Regions from separate parts of the Gossypium hirsutum genome. Here region 1 is linked to region 2. The links are chromatin contacts, called in public Hi-C maps. All regions are on one chromosome and are shown on one strand. The core of a region is the stretch at or near the end of the contact, and the rest is flanking DNA. Distances in the headings are between cores, read along the strand shown.

Region 1 (5,035 bases), core at 1,980-4,479, 130 kb before region 2:
ATAAGGTTAAATTTAAGAAATTAAATATATAAAAAATAATGGAATAATAAATATTTAAATAATTTTTTTAAAAAAATCGAGTACATTAAATTAAGTTAATGAGGGTGAAATCACACTTAAAACAAAATTGAAAGGAAAGAAATGAAAATAAAATAAAGTTGAGGGCCACAATACAGCGCGCGAATAACATGGGGGACTAATTGGGAAATATTCCCCATCCTCCCAAAACGCAGCGCTGTGATAGGACTAAAATGAAACAAAAATAAAATGCAGAGCCAAAATTCAAAAAAATTCAAAAAAATAAAAAAAAGTTGATTTGAACACGCCACAAAAGGAGGAGGATCAAATACGAAATTGACCCTTAGGAGAAAACGCGCGGATCCTTCCCTCGGGTCGGGTCACTGCGCAGATCATTGCCAGAACTGCGCTGTTTTGAGGCTATTGAAACAGGCCCTAAACGACGTCGTTTCGTACCTGTTATAAAATCAATATTTTTTTTAAAACATTCCATTTTCTGCCATTTTTTTATAAAAAACAAACCAACCCTAGCTTTCTCTGCTAGGGTTTCTAACTTTTTCCTGAGCCGCCGCCGCGTCACTTTCCTTCCACCGCGGCTCCACCGCGATCGGTGGCCGGATGCTCACCGAGTTGGGTTTTTGAACCCCGTTGGAGTAGATCCGAGGGCAAAGGTAAGCTTTCTTTCTTCTCTTCCTTTTATTTTATGCATAAAAATAAAAACATAAAAAAAAAGAACGATGAACACCAAAATAAAAACAAAAAATCACCTTTTATTCAAACTTTTCTTTTCTTTTTCTCTTTTTTTTTGTATATCTATTTTCAATCTTTTTCTCTGTATTTCTTTCTATAAAATCAGCCCCTTTTTACAAATTTAATTTGGCTTTATATAGCCGAAATAACAGAAAAAAGAAATTCTTGAAAACTCCTTTTTTCCATTTTTTCTTGTATTTTCCGCTATTATTTGCTATGTTTCTGTTATTGCTACGTTGTATGCTGGTTTGTTTGCTGTTTGGATCCACTTTTTTCGCAGGTACGGAGGCCGTGGAGACGAACGTGGAGAAGCAGCTGCCGAAACTTCTGGGGTCTTTGCATGCTGTTTGTTTTGGTATTGGGCTCCATTAGGTTTAGCAATTGGGCTAGGTATTTGGGCTAAGTATTTGGGCTAGGATAACTTTGAATTTTGGGTTTATAGATTATATATTTTTTGTTGACTTTGTAATCTGGACCTTGGACATTTGATTTATTATTTTGGTTTTTTAAATTGGGCCCAGGCAAAATTAGGTATTACACTAACCACCTCAGCTAAAACCTTGACCCCTAACTGTTGATACAGCTCTCTGTGTAACATCAGGTCTATCATTTTCGTTTGTCAGACTTTCACGAGCGAAGTGTTCTAGTGATCCACATCGAAAACACCTTTTAGTCAATTTCTAGCATTTTCCCTAGTGTTTCTTCCCACAATGTTCACAACTCGGAAGTTCTATTCAACCCTTTTACACTGCAAACATAAATGGTGCGTTGGTGATCTCACATTCTGTTTGATGTAGTTGATCTTGCAACTGTCTTCCTATGCTCACGAGATTCTTTAGTTCGTTTTGGTACTGAATGTGAACTAAGAGCATCGAGTCATTTTCCTGTAACACGAGAAGGTTCAGACTTCTTGCTTAATCCCAAATATTGTTCTACCATTTTTCCCCGTTTGGACAAATCAACAAACTCCTTAATTTTCAATGCAACTAATTGAATCCTGATCTCATCTCGCATTCCACATAGAAAGCGTTTACAATTTTCTTCTTCAATCGAAACAAGCTCCACAGCATACTTGCTAAGTCGTGTATATTCCACTACGGAGAGATCTCCCTGTTTTAACAAAAGAAATTCTTATTTTCTATCCTCTAAATATAGTTCCCCGATGTACTTCTTCTAAAACTCTGACTGAAAGAACTTCCAGTCTATTGTTTTAGCAGAAATGTGTCGCGTAACAATTTGCCACCACGTATAGGCTTCATATTATTTTTTATCTTTAAATAAAATAATTAAAAATTATAAATCTAAGGATTGAAGACATGTTCAATAATAATACTATCCACCTAATTTCATTATTAAATAAAATTTAAGACATAAAATATTTTCTTTTACTTACGTGTAATAATGTCTAATTACTTTTATAATTCTCAAAAAGACAAAGATTGAATTTTTGATCCAGGTAAACTCGGGTCTTGAAAAGGCCAACTTGATAAAAAAATTAGGGTAAATTATAAAAATAGTCACCCAATTTTTAGCATGTTTCTATTTTGATTACTTAGGTTTAAAATTTTCTATTTTAGTCGCAAACATTATAGAAATTTAATATTTTAGTCACTCTTCCGATAAATCATTAACAATGAATTTTTTATTGGCATAATAACAAATTTAGTCCTTTAATATTTACAAATTCTATTAATTTAGTCCTAAATCTAAAAAATTCAACAAATTTAAGCATATTCAAAATTTCCAAGCACCACAAAAAAAAAATGGTGAAAAACATACAAAACATAATAAAAAATTAACAATTCTATCAATTTCAAGAACAGATAGTAGGTCTTCAAGAATGTCTTTAAACACTTGCATGTCTGTACTCCTTGTCATGGCTATTTTTGCTATTTGATCCACAACTTGGTTCCTCTCCTTGAAAATATATTTTATCCTCCAATGTTATCTACCTTTAAGTCTCATATGAATTCTTTGTAATAAAGCTGAAAAAGAGACTGTCAAATGAACATCTTGTATGACTTTGACTATCTCTAAGTTATTTGTGTGGATCACAACCTTCTGATATTCTTTCTCTTAAACAAAGAACAAACCATCTAAAATACCCCTAAATATTGATTAAATCCAAAGATCCAATCCCCTTGCTTATACATCGCCCCTCCAGTAGCCGCAGCCACCTTGACAGTTTCATAAGCACCACAATAGTGAGTTTGTTGAGTTTGAGGGGTGGGTGGAGATGAATTTTTATCCAGACAAACTGAGGTCTTGAAAAGCCCAACGTAAGAAAAAATATGGAGAATTGGGCTGAAAGGCCTGTAATAAAATTATAAGTAAATGCTTAAAAATGTGAACCGAAGTTGTAGGTCTGTAAGTAAATAAATCAAATACTAGGGACCAATTGGTAAATCTAGAAAGTTCTACTCCTATCTTTGCAGTCAAGCAAGCAAGTAGTGATATTTTCGTAAATATTAAAATAATTAAATATAAATAACCCAGAATCAAAATACCCTAGCCTCCCTCTTTTACCCAAACCTGATTTCCACTTCTAGGGTTTTCATATTTCCCCTCTTTTTTTAATAGAGGAGCTCTTAATCAACCGACCCAATCAAATTCATAAATTTTAGAGTTTTGAATGGGTACGGAGAGAAAAAGGAAGGTGAGCTTGTTTGATGTTGTGGACGAGCCGTCGGCTAAGATCGCGAAATCGAACGGTTTAGGTTTAACGGGGATGAACGCCAACAGCTCGATCAACAAGTGGAATGGACGGCCTTATTCTCAAAGGTATTACGATATTTTGGAGAAGAGGAAAACCCTCCCCGTTTGGCAACAAAAAGAAGAGTTTTTGCAAGTATTGAGGGCGAATCAAACCCTTGTCTTGGTCGGTGAAACCGGTAGCGGTAAAACTACTCAGGTTAGTACTTTTTTCAGCTGTGTATTTTTGAAAAATTGAAATTTGATTTACTATCTATGAACAATTGTTGTGGGCTTTCTGTTTTTGAGGAAAAAGGATTAGGTAGTTACATTTTAGGGTTTTTTTTGTGTGATATGCAGATTCCTCAGTTTGTATTGGACGCCGTTGATATAGAAACTCCGGATAAACGTAGGAAAATGATGATTGCTTGTACCCAGCCTCGAAGAGTGGCTGCCATGTCTGTTTCACGTCGTGTTGCTGAAGAAATGGATGTGACTATTGGAGAGGAGGTGGGTTATAGTATTCGTTTCGAGGATTGCAGTAGTGCAAGGACTGTTTTGAAGTAAGCTTTGACTTTCCTGATTTTTATTTGGTATTAATGGTATAGAAATGGATATGAATAGGAGGTTTAAGGTTATTTTGTTTTTGTTGTATGACAGGTATTTAACAGATGGTATGCTTTTAAGGGAAGCGATGACAGATCCTCTTTTAGAAAGATATAAAGTGATTATTCTCGATGAAGCTCATGAAAGAACTTTGGCTACGGATGTGCTGTTTGGGCTTCTGAAAGAAGTTTTAAGGAATCGACCTGACCTTAAGCTTGTTGTTATGAGTGCTACACTAGAGGCTGAAAAGTTTCAGGGTTATTTTAATGGTGCACCACTTATGAAGGTTCCAGGTAGGCTTCACCCTGTGGAGATATTCTACACTCAGGAACCTGAAAGGGATTACTTGGAGGCTGCGATACGGACTGTTGTGCAGATACACATGTGTGAACCTCCTGGTGATATACTTGTTTTCCTAACCGGAGAGGAGGAGATCGAAGATGCCTGTCGCAAAATAACGAAAGAAGTAGGAAACATGGGGGATCAAGTAGGTCCTGTTAAAGTAGTGCCTCTATATTCAACTCTTCCACCAGCAATGCAACAGAAGATTTTTGAGCCTGCTCCACCTCCTGTGAAAGAGGGTGGCCCTCCTGGAAGGAAGATTGTGGTGTCTACAAACATTGCCGAAACTTCCTTGACTATTGATGGCATTGTTTATGTTATTGACCCTGGGTTTTCTAAACAAAAAGTTTATAACCCACGAGTGCGTGTTGAGTCCTTATTGGTATCTCCTATATCAAAGGCAAGTGCACATCAAAGATCTGGACGTGCTGGAAGAACACAACCTGGGAAATGCTTCAGGCTCTACACTGAGAAGAGTTTTAATAATGATCTGCAGCCGCAGACCTATCCTGAAATATTACGTTCAAACCTTGCAAATACAGTTCTCATCTTGAAGAAACTGGGAATCGATGATCTGGTACATTTTGATTTTATGGACCCACCTGCTCCGGAGACATTGATGCGTGCA
Region 2 (4,988 bases), core at 935-3,434:
GCACCAGTAATAAGAAAATTTGTACTCAAGTACCTCGTTCAACATCCTGTGCAACTCATCCCTGGCTTCGACCACACGATCACGATCATTGCTATCAACCACAAAAATGAGTCCTTGTGTGTTTTGGAAGTAATGCCTCCACAATGGACGAATCTTTGAAGAAAGTCAAAAAAAGAAGAAGCAAGGTGTATAATTGAGATGAACAAAATCCATAAGCACTTTGTTTATAAATCTAACAGACCTAACAAGATCTAAGATGTACTCAAAACATAAACACCAATGTTAACCGCTCACAATCAACCTATGCATATACTTCACAGACATCAAACATGTGTTTTACCTTTATCGGAACAACACCATATTCAGGTAGTCAAGATAATTGCTCATAGAATGTATGAAAGCAAACAATCCCATCCATAATCATCCCCTTTTACAAGCTATGGTAAGAATGCAATAACTAGAAGACATCAAAAGAGACACCAGATTTTCCTTTCATGCAATCTTTAATCTTTACAGTCAATGGTGATATGTTTGAATAAAAACTAAAACTAGTTACCTTGTCCTGGCCACCAACATCCCAGACAGTAAAGCTGATGTTCTTGTATTCCACAGTTTCCACATTGAAACCTACAAGATTATAATGTTATCTCAATTTGAAATAAAACTCAAATGAAGGAAAAAAAAATGTTACAACTCCATGGGGCAAATCATTGACTTACCAATGGTTGGAATTGTGGTGACAATCTCTCCCAACTTGAGCTTGTAAAGAATGGTGGTTTTACCAGCAGCATCAAGTCCAACCATCAATATACGCATCTCCTTCTTGGCAAAAAGCCGGCTGAACAGCTTTGTGAAAGACAGCCCCATTCTTCACGTCTGCCAAACACGAAATTGCAAATCATCAAACTTAATTTTAAAATAAAAAAGCAGATCCAACGAACAAAATTCAAAACAAAATTAAGATTGTTCGAGGAATGATTTGAAGCCAAACAGGCCAGAATTGACCAGATCAACACAAAAAAACCCAAGTCCAATCTGTAACAAACATAAATTCATTTCGAGATATACAAATCTGAGCAAACCAACAAGCTCAAGTCGCTTCTGAGATTCTGATCAGATGACACTACGTGAATAGTTCAAAATTCAAAATATTTGACACAATTTCTGAGCAGATCAACACATAAAAAGAAGCTAAATCCAATCCGTAACAAACATAAATTCAAATAGAGAAATACAAATCCGAGCAAACCAAGGAACTCACTACGCTTCTGAGAATTAGATCAGATGACACTACGCGAATAATTCAAAATTCAAAAGATTTGACACGACAATTTCTGAGCAGATCAACCAAAAGAAGATAATCTAAATCCAATCTGTAACAAACATAAATTCAATTCGAAAAATACAAATCTGAGCAAACCAACGAGCTCACTTCCGAGATTTAGATCAGATGACTCTACTCGAATAATTCAAAATGATTTGACACAACAATTTCTGAGCAGAGTAACATGTAAAAAATAATCTAAATCCAATCTGTAACAAACATAAATTCAATTCGAGAATTACAAACCAACGAACTCAAGATCAGAGATTCAGATAAGATACCACTACGCGAATAATTCAGAATTCAAAAGATTTGACACATCAATTTCTGAGCAGATCAACACTTAAAGGAGAAATCTAAATCCAATCTATAACAAACATAAATTCAATTTGAGAAATACAAATCTGAGCAAACGAACGAACTCACGACGCTTCCGAGATTTAGATCAGATTAAACTACGCGAAGAATTCAAAATTCAAAAGATTTGACACAACAATTTCGAAACAAAATTGAAGTCAAATCTTAAAAGAAAAACTCTTTAGAAAAAGAAGTAAGATGCAGATCGGGAGAGATATATAAAACAAAGTGAGAAACGAAAAATATTTGAGGAAATTTGAGAAAGAGAGATGGAAATTTACCTGCGAGAAATATGAGCGATTATTACGGGGAGTTCGACGAAAGAGAGAAGCGAGCGAAGATCTACTCTCGAAATCAAAGGAACCGTCCTTCAGTGTAATTTTACACGGAGTTAAAGCTCCGAGCAATTTAACTATTTATAGATCTCAAAAAGGGATCGTATTTTAACGGAACGCCGTCTTCCCGTTTTGAATTTTCAAAAATTTTCGGCCATTAGTTAGCTTCGTCCCTTATGACGCCGTTATGACGACGCTTGATATGCACGCGTTTTAGAATCGCTGTCTGTTGGGCGAATGGGAGGTCGGTATTCCATCGCGGGATAAATTTTTAAATATCGTTTTAAGTTTTAATCCACGTGGACAAAAGTTAAAAATATATTTATTTTTGGGTAAACTGTACAAATGATCTCCCAACTATGTCCGCATTTCTGTTTGGTCACTCAACTTTAAAATTTTTTAATTTAAGTACTAACGTTTGAATTCATTCTAGCTTTGGTCACATTTTATTAAATTGATAATGGAAAGCCTTTTTCTAACTGGCATAACATATTTAGTTCTCAATAGCTATATATTCTATCAATTTGATCCTAATTCTAAATAATTCAATAAATTTAATGCTCAAACTTCAGTTAAAACAGAGACATTCCACGTCTATAAATTTGTAAAACCTAAAAAATAAAAAAAATAAAAAACTTTTCTTGATTGACAAGTCAATTTCCAAGCCAATTCTTAATATCAATAAGTTTATCTTGAAACTTTATTTATTTTCTTTTCTTTTCTTTTCTTTTCTTTTTTCATTTTTTTAATTCTAAATACAATATTTATAACCATTTTATTGATAAAATTTTGGCCAAAGAAAATGAAGAAACCTTTAAAAAAGCAATTTAGATTTACTCTTATTGTTAATAGTGTGATATTTCCTTCAAAGTATATAAAAATAGTCCTCGAAGTTGGTATTTGAAATTAAAAATTAAATCCAGAGTTAAAAAAATATGATTTTAAAATATTCAATTATTCAATCAATAATTATATAAGAAAAACTATGAGCATTTAATTTTTTCATAAGAAAAAAAATGTGAAAGAATTAATTAAATTTCCTTTTGTTACATTTATAATCCTTTTTTAAATTTTATAAACTAATTAAGAGATTATATGTGTTCTATTTATTTTTAATTATTTGTTATTAATTTTTAAATCCACAATAAGCAATAATTATCACTAAGAATCTGATTTATTGTCAAATCATTTATCAAAGTAATTAAAAACTAAAATTATGCTAGCTAGAGTGAAAAATTATTTTTACAAATATTAAATTATTTATATAATTTTATTATATATTATACTTTTAAATTTTTTATTTTATATTATTTTTAATAGTGGTTTGTTAAAACTTCTTAAAAGTATAAACAAAAAGAGTTATGTACCAAATTAGATAATTTTAACCATAAATAAAATAATTAATAGATATGGAATGCCTCTATTTTAAAAGCTGAAATCTTTGGTTAGGAAGTTTGAGGATCAAACTGATAGAATATGTAAGTATTGAGGAGTAAACGTATTATTATGTTAGTTAAAAAAAAGGCTTTCCATTATCAATTTAACGATGGGTGACCAAAATAGAAACGAATTCGAACATTAGAGATTAAACTGAAAAATTTTAAAGTTGTGATTAAAACAGAATTACGAGCATAATTAGGTAACCACTTGTATTGTTTACCCTAATTTTTATTTAATCAAATAATATAAAATATTTTCTTATTAAATCAAAGATTAATATTAAAAAAATCTATCTTTAAACACACAAAAAATAATTAAAAATGATAAATAAATAAATAAAATATATACTAAACTATGGCACACACAATAAGAGAAAAAAATTATATATAACAATTTTTTTTTCAAAATTATGTAATAAAAAAAGTTTTCTTTAAAATGATAAAGTTAATATATTAAAAATAATCATGTTGTCTTAGGTTCAAATTTATGGTAGATTTTTTTAAAATTTTATATAAATATAAAAATATGAAGCAAAAAAAAAAACATAAACACCCTTGTATTATTTCTTTATCTTGTAAAAAGAAAAACTAGGTTGAAACTCGTTGATGAGTGGTACAAATTCAGTCAAACACTTTAAATAGTAGTATGAATTTATTATCAATATAAAATACATAAGTTTATGTGAAATGTTGCAACAAAAATCATTTCTAAGTAATTTTCAAATATAAGATAAATAATAGATTAGTAATATGGTAATTAATATTCATCTAAAGCTCTTTACTGAGTTAATGTCATCTATCAATCGAGTCTCAACTCAATTAGAAAATCACTAAAAAAATGTTTTATTTGCAAAATAAATTATATAATTACGTGGGTCTTTTTAACTTTTTATATTTTTATAAATCAATAAAATAATTCTCAAGATTTAAACTAAATACAATATACATGTAAAACTTTTTCTTTCCATTTCAACTAAAGTAAACTTTAGTTTTTATGTAAAATTTTAATAAATATATTTGCTATATAAATTTGTTATATATTTGTGTCACAAATTAACTTGATATTAACTTAGAATTGATGATAACAACATGACAAACGAGTGTATCCATTTAGTATTCTTAACATGATGTATTTTTGTGTTTAAATTTCGTTTTGCTCACAACGTTATCTAATGTTTTCATTTTAACATCGTACATATTTCATGTGTTATTATTAATTAGTTCCAGACCATACATTTCAATTTCATTATTTATTATATGTTGTTTTTAAACACACATCTATATTTTAAATACGTGATTTTTACATGCATATACCTATAATAAAATTTCTAATGTTAATTAATAACTTGGTGATTGGTGATGGAAGGTAAGAATATAAGTTACTGCCATCAAATTCAATCAAAATTCTTTGTAATTTTTTTAATCAAATTGACAAAGAAGTAACATTGACTTATAAATACCATTTAAAAATTAAATTAAAAATTATATAAGATAATAAAATGAAAAACATAATTGTGTTTTAGTTTTTACCTA

What was found. A called contact is a pair of places that touch in the nucleus more often than the background predicts.
Region 1: a contact with region 2 is called in a Hi-C map of leaf, with 2.3 times the contacts expected there. The contact joins the promoter of LOC107946014 here to the promoter of LOC107946020 in region 2. A contact is called at or near these places in 3 of 34 Hi-C or Micro-C datasets (callus, leaf and petal).

What each region holds. Positions count from the first base shown.
Region 1 is chrD12:43,395,956-43,400,990 of Gossypium_hirsutum_v2.1, reverse strand. LOC107946014 (probable pre-mRNA-splicing factor ATP-dependent RNA helicase DEAH2) reads left to right here and starts at 3,229. Exons shown (of 7, transcript XM_041106817.1): 1 at 3,229-3,679; 2 at 3,820-4,022; 3 at 4,120-5,035. The coding sequence starts at 3,401. LOC107946012 (a long non-coding RNA gene) reads left to right here. Exons shown (of 2, transcript XR_001696803.2): 1 at 1-689; 2 at 1,049-1,279.
Region 2 is chrD12:43,263,020-43,268,007 of Gossypium_hirsutum_v2.1, reverse strand. It overlaps LOC107946020 (ADP-ribosylation factor), which reads right to left and starts at 2,184. Exons shown (of 7, transcript XM_016880201.2): 1 at 1,963-2,184; 2 at 720-876; 3 at 557-627; 4 at 34-153. The coding sequence starts at 867.